2 separate regions of the Mus musculus genome follow, and region 2 is linked to region 1. A link is a contact called in public Hi-C data. All regions are on one chromosome and are shown on one strand. The core of a region is the stretch at or near the end of the contact, and the rest is flanking DNA. Distances in the headings are between cores, read along the strand shown. Region 1 overlaps Efna5 (ephrin A5). Region 2 overlaps Efna5 (ephrin A5).

Region 1 (4,967 bases), core at 918-3,417:
ATGGATTCACAATATAACTCATGAACAATGAGGCTTAGGGAAAGACATCATCTAAAGATGACTTCTAAAATGAAGAAGAGCTTGAGAAGCAGGCATTAAATGACTCTGTTAGTAGCAGGGTGCCGGGACAGAAAATAAATGCCATTCTTTTTTTTTTTTTTTTTTAGTAAACTAATTCTGAGGCCTTATTTTGCACATGTGTGACTACCTTAACCAGGCCATTTACATGAGCAAACTAGAACCAACAGATAAAGGAGTTGTGACTCTCTCTTTAGATAGCTGAAATGGTTAAAGACTTGCAAGGGGCTGAAAAGCAAGAAAACGTCATGTCCTCAAATAACTGCCAACTACTAAACATCTGAACAAACTCACTGCGCACAGACTCCTGAAAGCTACCCGAGACTCAATGAGTTCACCTTGCTGCCTCGGCGCTAAGTACCTGCTCTCAAGGTCCTTGTGTTCTTTCCCTTTTAGAATGTGTAACAGGAAGCAGTGATTTGCGAATCACGGCTGCCTGAGGACTAGCTGAAAACTGGAGCCAGCCTCAGAGGATGGGGAGCAGAGGAGGGCTCAGAGCCTGAAGCAGAGTACAGCATCCCCTGCTGCAGGTTCTGCCCTCCACCTCACCTCAGCCAGAGTGGCAGTCGTTCTAGTGTCAGGGCAGCTCGTCCTCCAGCAGAGCAGAGGGCACAGGATCCTAGTGGCTCGGGCAGTCGAGAAAAGGCTCTCCCGATAAAGCATTAGATTGTGGTAACAGGCCCTGGTGTGCACTGGGAACTCTTCCTGTGCAGACGTCTGGCTGTCTGGCTGGGTGGGAGGACTTTATCCAATAAAGGTCCAGCACCAAGTTCATGGAAGCCAAGCTTTTAAGAAACAAAATGCTTCCTCTAGTCACCACCCTGATAGACTGTCATCTACCACACATTCACACTCATGTATTTGTGTGTGTGCGTGCTGTTTAGACTGTCAGAATTACTGTACTGAGTCACCCTTAGGAATCAGACACTGTCCTCCCAGCTAGAAGAATCGCCCACCCCTGGAATTTTCAGGATCTTTTCCCACCTTTCCCAGTGTATACCCACTGGCAGGAACCAAAGAGCTATCACCCTGACAAGAGAAAACAAGCTGTGGGCCACTCTAAGGAAACAGGTTTTTCCTTCCCTCGTAGAGACATTCTTTCTTGGTGAGCTCATGTAAAACAGCAAAATGCTCAGTGAACATACTTGGTCCCATTCCCTGCAGGTGACTGTGCCCTTCAGCTTGACCTGTGATATAGAAAGAGAGAAAAAAAACCACTCTCCAGTTTCTAAGTAAAAGGTGACCATTTGGCAGCTAAGGTGATGGAAGCTGGAAACAGTGATGTGGAAGAACTTGTCAGACAGGTGTGGCCCGGGAGCTGGGAACACAAAGCAAAATGTTTCTGGGGGCCAATCTTGAGCCAAATTAATTTAAAAGGACAGGATAGCGACTGTGTGATGTTTGTGCTATGTTGGTATTGGGGGAAGAAAAAAAAAAAAAAAACTGTTCTTATCTGGCAAGGGCGCCCCCTGCTGGCCGCCACTCTGAACTCCGCCTCTTGGTCTCTCTCCAGAGAAGGCAGAATTGCTTGCACAGCACAGAGAATCCGGCAGGGTTAGATGGGCGAGTCCCTCGCAAAGCACACAAAAAGAGCAAAAGGTGCGGGTCACCGCCCCAACCACAATCTACCTCCGTCACGGTTCTCTGCAGTCAGATAAATTACAAGGCGGCTGGAAAGAATGACTACGCTGATTACTGCTTTGCAGGTGAGACGTTGGAAAGCCAGGGAGGAAAGAGGCCATTTTATGGGGCCCAGCCGCAGAAAGGATTCCTAAATTACACTCACATGTTTATAGCGCTTGACTATGGGACTAAATCTCCACTATCCTTCTAATGGCTCCGGTTTATTGTGACATTCTTAATAGTAATTACTTAAGGTCCCAAGCACATGACACAGCAGCCTAGGATTAAAACCCATTCGAACAGTAGACAGAACACCTTGCCAGCGAGTGACCTAAAATCAGCCTTGTGTTCCCACGCCATCCCCCACTTACCCCCTATTTCTTTGCGAGCTACTAGGTGCACAGACATTTTTTCATGAGCTGCTCTTCCAGTGTCTCCGCTTTCCCCTCTCACCTATTTTGTCCTATGTTTGGCCTCTTACAAAACCCTGCTAATGTTTCACAATATTGGCACACTACCCCCCCCCGTCGTCTCCCCCCCCCCAAAAAAAATTCCAGCAAAACACTTTGGGCAGAAAACACTTTGTAATCTGGGGCTCGTGTTTAAACTCGCTGTCGTCCATTGGAACTAGTTACTCAAGGAAAATTGCCACGGCGCTCAGCTGGTTCAGACTACCACAAAGAAAACCTGTTTGTGGAGGCACACGGGTCTCTGCACTCCTGACAGAAACGTCATACTTGAGCGTCTTTAGCTCGGAGTTATATGCCCTTAGTCTCCGAGAGTTCACCAGCTCAGGCTGAACTTGGCTTCCCCCTGGGACCTCAATCTCATGTCTGTTCCCAGCTCTCGACTTCAAACACGGGGGACAGGGATGCAAGGCATCTAGGCGTGAGCAGAGAAATATAATAGACAAAACAAACATGCTTCATCCCCTTTGGGTCACTGGGTCTGGTTTTCATTTTCTAGTTTACATACGAAACCAAGGGGTAAGAAGAAACGCCCATGGAATACAGGACCGGGGGTGGGGGGGGTGGGGGGGGGATCCCTTATTTCTGAATTTTAAAGACACTGCCATACATCGAAACGGGTTGTTTGCTCTTTATTGGATCCAGTTTGCTGAAATTTTTAGTTTTCAGTTCTTTGTGTTTCTTCTGCAAGTGGAAGACTACCCAAATGAAACAGTTTATAGTTATCCTTGTATGTGCTAGTTCGAAGAACGCTTGCTGACCGTCAGGTGTGTTTTTGTCCCCATGTCCGATGTGGGACAATATTTAATTCAAGAGTGTATTTTATTCACCTCTTGCCTTAGCTGGTCCTGTAGGCAGGCATCCCCAGGAATAGCTTGATGAGGGAAATGTTTACCTACCAAAAGCTGTGAGAATGACAATGTGGGCTGATTTTTATTTATAAGAGGGGGGAACTGAGCAATTTTACAATGAACCCGATCAATCTGTACCCGTTTGGGGAATAATTCTTCTCTGAATAGAGTTATCAAGACACCTGTAGTTTACCTGACCCTGTGTCTACAGGAAGCCAGAGGTTCTCATAATTATGTTCAAATGCAAAGAACTTTTACTGGTTACCACTTAGACAGTAGATGACCCCCATAAGACTTGGGATGACTTCAGTTGCTCCACGTGTCCAAAGGCTCCAAACTGCACATCCATGTTCACACATGCATTCTCTAGGAAAGCCAGAATCAGCCTCTCTTTATTTCAAATGTGGGGTAAGTACAGTGGCTATCAGCTGGACAAGCCGTGGAGAAGGTTATTCACCTCTGCAAACATCACAACAGTAAGCCATGTGCTAGCACAAGGGAAGTCCGCCATCTCTCAGGAAGCCAACCTTGTTCTGGTTTTTTTTTTTTTAAGCTACACTGTGTTACAATACTCTCATATTGTAACAATACTTAGAAACTATGTCAGCAAGAGGAGAGAGAGAGAGAGAGAGAGAGAGAGAGAGAGAGAGTATCAATAAATAAGCTCTGTCTGATACCCCTCAGATTAAACTCAATATGCCATTAATATGAAAAGAATTTGACAGTTTACATAAGGGATGTGACCTGGTGCCAACAACCTCTGGCTTCTTCATTCTCCAGATGGTAGCAGATTAGCAGGCAGCCTTTATTCTCCTAAGAAGATTTCCCCCCATGGAAAAGCTATAAAGACCAATTCTGTTCCAAACTTCAAGTCTCCTTCACAAATGTCTACCCAATTCTAGGCCTTAACTAATGCCTATTAAAAGAAGCCCTTGGGCTCAACGTTATGCAGTGTGGGGGGAAAACACTAAAGGCAAACTTAACTCTAATGCCTGCCTTTAAAAGATCTATTGACAGAAGCAGTAGGGAGAGTTTGAACTGATGTTAACTTAAAGAAAAAAAGCTGGTGAGATTCAATTGTGGATGTGAATGCTCGAGTGAGTTTGATCTTGACGGGGGCTTAAGATAAGGAGGATAAAAACCTAAGCCTACTTACACATTAAAAAATGCAGTCACACTACATTCACTACACACACCGCTCGCAATTTGTTTTATGCCCATCATCACTGAGGGCGTTGAAGGGCACCCTGTATCCCGGGGTACAAAGCCACAGCAGAGGGCAATTACTCCGCTAACATGAAGAACCATTTCCTGACATCACACAATGTCCCCCTTTACACTCGATCTTCCAGTGTAATGCAAAATAATATAATTGAACTTTTCTTTAGTTTTCTTCTGAAGGAAGAAACATAACAGGTGGATAATCAAAGAGATCTGAGAGATGAAAACCAGTTCTTAACATGAAGGAAAAAATAAAACATTCTTCCCATATCACACAGGACGGAATCTTTGAATAATTAGGGAAATAGCATATTGATAAACAGACTGACCCAAGCAGGTTAAGTGGATACCCTCCCTGATGCTTGGATTCCTCTGTGGCCACGGGGATACAGGGTATCCGCATGAAGGACCTCCTCTCTAAGAACCACGGGAACCCATTAAAAACATTGTTGCAGCACCAATTAGTACAGGGCTGCTTAGATATTCTTTGTTACTTCTTAATATGTCTACCAAACTCTTCACAGATGAAAATGGAAAATGGGGAGGCTTTGTCTGGAATTTCTTCTATTTTTTTCTTTGCTGACAAGATAGTCTGGACAGCTGATAATCCTGAAAGCTACAAAATAAACTACTGCAGAAACACCATGCACAGTAAAAACAAATCGGGCAGAATAAGGTCCCTCTTTCCAAGAAGTCTGCATCCATCCTCCCAGGAAATGAAAACTTT
Region 2 (4,967 bases), core at 1,080-3,579, 78 kb after region 1:
CTCCTTTCATATTAGCATAGATTCCCTATCATTTGGCACTGTAGGTCCTCGGAAATTTTGCCCCAAGGTCATGCTTCAGCATTGTACCAAGTTCTATTAAACTAAGAATGTCACTCTACACAGCCCAGCTGAGTGGTTAAAGGGGCCACTTACAGCTAAGAGGCCTTGGGCTAGGTTAAAATATGCAACACCCAGTCTGCTCATCTGTAAAGCAAAAAATCAGTATAATGCCACTCTCATAAGAGTTCTTGTCAGGACTAAATAAATAACAAGGGTGAGGTCCCAAGGCGCTGTGCATGGTATACAGTCAGAGTCAATCGATAGGTACCATCCGATCCTGTTCCTCTAAGACAACCCAAGTGCTTTTGCAGCCGTACAAACAAGAATAACTCTCTTCCACATCGCAACGCCTAGTTACCAACAGGGAACATGGAGGCTGTCCTGTAACTTGGAGGATCTAAGGGTGGAATCTGAAGCTCCAGGAGCTCCTCCTCCTATCCCAGAAGTCTGGAAACAGAGGCGTACAGACCGTAGATGCCCTCCCCGCAACACAAACCCTGACTTACAGCTTGCTGAGTTTGGTGATGTTTGGTCTGTTCTATACATAATTTTCAGTGATGGCTTTGAGCAACCAGGAGGTATTTTTGAATTTGGTTATGTTGTTGTTTCTGTTGAAAACAAACAAAACTAGGGAGAAAACAGCTGCTTAACGCATGTCAGAAGTAAAAATTATTCCGATAGATTAAACAGGACCAGTCACGGGGAAATAGCAAAAGCCCTGGGTTTTATCATTTCCCTCCGGATCGCTCAGAAGCCAAGGCTAGTTTGGAGATCTTTAACATTCGCCAGTACCTGCTTATACTTAGAAATAAAGTGTTGCAACCTGCCCCCTTCATACTACAAATGCTGATTCAGGAGGGTGTGGAGTCGAAGAGAGGTATTTCTGTATCTGCCGTCAACTGTGCTGTGGACCTAAAACTAATCGAATAACAAAACCAGATAACAACAAAGCACCTTTTATTATTTTTTTTCCAAAGCAAAAACACAGCCATACATTCATGTTCTATAACATGGTCAACACACCTCTCCCACAAAGGCCTGGAGAGTTTCCCGGTACAAAAAGTTTCCTTCCCCGTCCAGCTCCATCCACAAGGCCACAAGGCCTGCAGGTCTTTGCTCCTGTAGCTAACGGTTCCTGGAATATTCTTCTACTATTTCCATCTTGACTATTAAAACCATGCTTATTTATTCAGAATCTAGACTAAATTATCTCCCTTCCCGGAAGTGCTTCCCAGTGGCCCCTGGACAGATGTGCCTTCTTCCAGCAGGCACAGTGTCCCTTGCTTTATTGTGACATTATCTGTCCTAACATGCTAGCGGAGTAGAACAGTTTGGTGATTGTCTTGGCAATTAATGAATATTCTAATCATCCTGGTGTTTGCCTGCATGTGCCCTTCAGCACTGATGTGAAGACTGTGCGTTTAATGTCCGTGGAGATGAAAACTTCATATCAAGCCGCTGGTTTTCAGAGTGTATTTATTAAAAATGACTTTACAGTCAAGACGTATGAGGATTCCTTTTTTTTTTTTTTAAGATTCCTGTTTACTCTTCCTGTTGGTAAATGTGTCAAGATGGTTTTCACTAAAATATAAGGCAGCCAGCTGTTTGTTTGGATTCTTGAATTAAAAGGGGGGAAAAATGACTTCGCTTTTACACACGGCACTTCCCTTTAAACAAGAGTATCTGTGCTCTGTCTAAATGCTGTCTGCAGAACAAGTTCAAATTTCTCATACGCTAAGAACAACTCAACTCCAGAAGTTTCGTTTCAAATGGCATATGGCTCTCTCTCACCCATCTGATACCTTAGGGATGCAGTGGCACTCAGGAGACCCAGGAGAGTGTGTAATCCAACGTGACAGCTGAAGGCAGGAAGGCCAACTGAGTGTCAGTACAAGTACCAGGAAGGGAGAGCGGTTATTCTGGAACTCAGACTTATCAATTTCTCTTTCGAGTTCCCCCACAAGCTATATTTAATGTTGTCCTGAAAAGGCTGCTTCACCGCCAAGAAGGCTGCGCTCGGGAGACCAGCTGGACCCACCCAAACAAGCAGCTTCGTGTCTGCTGAACTTCTCCTCGACAGACAAGACAGCCAGTGTTCCTGCACTTCAGGCTCCTACATTCTCTGCAACCCAGCATAAGGCCCTGCTGGCTTTGTAGCCAGCTTCTCTTTCCGCTCTGTGGTGCATTTACGAGTTCAGCTGTGGGTCTGTTCATTTCCCTCCACAGTCTTTCTTCTCTCCCTCACACATGCACACACACTCCAGGCTGGGCTGGAGTGCTGACTAAGGGGGAACAATAGGAGGCTTTGAACAAGGCTCAGCCACAGCCCCAGTCAATATTTACTTCAGTGTGAAGCCACTGTTTTCCCCGGCTCCTCCCAAGCAGAACTCAACAGTGGGGAGTCCCTAGGGGTTTCTGAATTTTTTTTTTCACAAGAGGGAAGAGAGGTGCAGAGATGAGTAAATAGATTACTGTCCAAGCTGCTTTCTCAGAGAAAATAAGGGAGGATTTTCTACAAAACGGGTTAGACTTTCAATACTAATTAGCAATTTATAACAAGAAAAAACAATTGTCCGCCAACAGTGATTACTGCAGCCTTAAAACACCAAATCAGGCTGCACTGCAAATCCACTTAAAGTGACTCCTGTCTATCTGTGAGCAGAGCTCTGATCCTAACAACCACCTGGAGCTTACCAATGTTTGCCTCTTCTGCCCAGAATGTCATTGCAGGACTGTGGATATCCTTACCCTACCCTCCAGAACTCATTTTTCTACCCAGATCTTCTATCAGCTATCCATCCAAGTGTGTCTCAAAGTGAGGTTGTAATTACCAGACTCATGAATGAAGGCTATGCCATTCCAAACACTCCTGACAATGTCTTCTCTCTTAGCCATAGATGGAGAAGGTTGACCAGGATGCTAGAGAGAGTAGCTAGAAAGCCATACGCACTCATTTCCCACAGTTGGAGGTGGCTTACAATGGAGCAGCAGATATAAGGGGAGTTGAGTTGTTGGCCACCATACTACAGTGGAGTCACATGGAGATAATCTCTTGTATTGAATGGAAGCATCACCTGTCAATAAAAGGCTGATTGGCCAATGAGCTGAAGCAAGACTAGAAGGTGGGACATCTGCTAGAGAGAGAGGAATTCTGGGGAAATAGTCAGGTGCTGGAGATTTGCCCCAAATTCTGAGGAGACAGAACTGAACACATGAAACTGAGAAGAAGGCAACCAGCCATGAGGCACATTTAGAATAAACTGGATTATTGAGATATGAGCTAGTCAAGGAACACAGTCAAGACTATTGGTCTGAGTATTTATTCATACAGAAGAAGTCTCAGAGTCATTATTTCCGGGGACAAATTGACTCCAGTTACAAAGTCGATGTCATTGAGATAACCTAAAGAAATCCTACATACTAAAAGCAAAACTACTCAACTATATGTTTAATTCCTCAGCTAAATTAGAGCTTTTGAAATTCTAGCACAGGGTCAGTTCTCACACATCAAACCATAAGAAGTTAGGAAGTCTTACTAAAAATTAGGAGATCAGCCGGGCGTGGTGGCGCATGCCTTTAATCCCAGCACTCACTCGGGAGGCAGAGGCAGGCCGATTTCTGAGGTCGAGGCCAGCCTGGTTTACAAACTGAGTTCCAGGACAGCCAGGGCTATACAGAGAAACCCTATCACAAAATAAATAAATATACAAACAAATAAAATTATAAGATCATTACAGATTTCCATTATATACCTAAAAAAACAGAGTCAGGGTTGTCTGCTATAGTCAATGGCATTGGTTACAATTCTACCCAAATCAGTAAGTGAACTGGGTTATTTTTATAACCTAATCACATATCTTAACCTCATTTGATAGAACTTTTATAGAGACAGCGAATAAGAATCCAGACAGTTCAATGATAAACACATGCAACTGGCCCAAGTTATCTATGACAATTTCATAGAGAGGCAAGTCACCATCTTCCAAATTCTAAACATCTAAAACGTGGTGACACAATTTAGCCTTTGCTAAGAAAACACCACAAACTCAAAACACCCTTCCCTCCAAAATATAGGAACAGAGAACACAGTAGAATCACCTATTCCGTTACAGTTCTCTAGAGTTGTGAACCTTGCTGGCTATAATCTTTACAACATTGTTTACGGTATTAGTAAACAGCAAACAGTAAAATATAAGTGGAGCCAACCATTTCAACATCCTAAGCAATGGCTGGATTGCTATACACTCAACTTGATAACCACACAGTCTCATGGACAGAAACTACTGGGCAAGCCTGATTGGGGTCCATTTCTGGCTCATCCTTTTAAATTGACTTTAAACAGAATTTAATGCTTATCCTGTCAAAATGTCAAACTTCTTTACTTTTTTTTTTCCCACGAAGAAAATAAGCTTGGGGCAGGGCCTGTAGAAGGGCAGGAGAGATGGCAGAGCAGTTAACAGGCAGGGCTGCTATTCCAGGGACCTGACTTCATTTCCCAGCATGCAGCTGAGACGGCTCATAACCACCTGTACCTCCAGCTCCGCGAGATCTGACGCCCTCTTCTGGCCCCTGCAGGGACTCACACATACGTGTGCATACAAAAAAACGGACGTGCACCCATATGCATAGATAAAAATAAATGAATAAATCCCCCTTTTTAAAAAGTGGAAGCAACTGAATACTCATAATTTATAAGGGAGATAATACAAAAAGTTAAACTTAAAACTTACGACAAGCTTAGGAAGTTAAGGCTTTGGTGTGTAAGGACAAGAGAACAAAGGTAAATAAGGCGGGTGGTCCCATGAGCATGCACTTTTAAATACTAAAGCACTGTACTTGTAAGGAAAACCTGTTCTACAACCTTAGCGGTTCTTCGCTCAATTTCAGTGCTCCTAATGATAAACTCA

The links. Hi-C and Micro-C count contacts between places; a contact is called where the count stands out from the background.
Region 2: a Hi-C map of uterus shows a contact between it and region 1, with 2.6 times the contacts expected there. The contact joins two enhancer-like sites. A contact is called at or near these places in 1 of 39 promoter capture datasets (the 3T3-L1 cell line), 28 of 484 Hi-C or Micro-C datasets (the 3T3-L1 cell line, 3T3-L1-derived adipocytes, the AML12 cell line and 21 more), 7 of 115 datasets of contacts at active chromatin or transcription factors (embryonic forebrain, embryonic limb bud, embryonic midbrain and 4 more) and 2 of 9 other capture datasets (embryonic tail and embryonic trunk).

The regions. Positions count from the first base shown.
Region 1 is chr17:62,782,559-62,787,525 of GRCm38.p6, forward strand. The region is part of intron 1 of Efna5 (ephrin A5); the gene reads right to left. It overlaps Gm52303 (a long non-coding RNA gene), which reads left to right. Exons shown (of 2, transcript XR_003952355.1): 1 at 1-1,784. Gm46583 (a long non-coding RNA gene) reads right to left here. Exons shown (of 2, transcript XR_001782160.2): 2 at 1-4,967. Among named protein-coding and RNA genes, the nearest start is that of Gm46583, 5.6 kb to the right of the region's middle. Within about 2 kb of position 2,168, at least 144 of the 459 cell types and tissues checked have an H3K27ac peak or open chromatin away from gene starts, as enhancers often do. A contact at or near this core is called in cerebral cortex, embryonic limb bud, embryonic tail and 4 more, where this site is marked.
Region 2 is chr17:62,860,577-62,865,543 of GRCm38.p6, forward strand. The region is part of intron 1 of Efna5 (ephrin A5); the gene reads right to left. Among named protein-coding and RNA genes, the nearest start is that of Efna5, 18 kb to the right of the region's middle. Within about 2 kb of position 2,330, at least 107 of the 459 cell types and tissues checked have an H3K27ac peak or open chromatin away from gene starts, as enhancers often do. A contact at or near this core is called in cerebral cortex, embryonic limb bud, embryonic tail and 4 more, where this site is marked.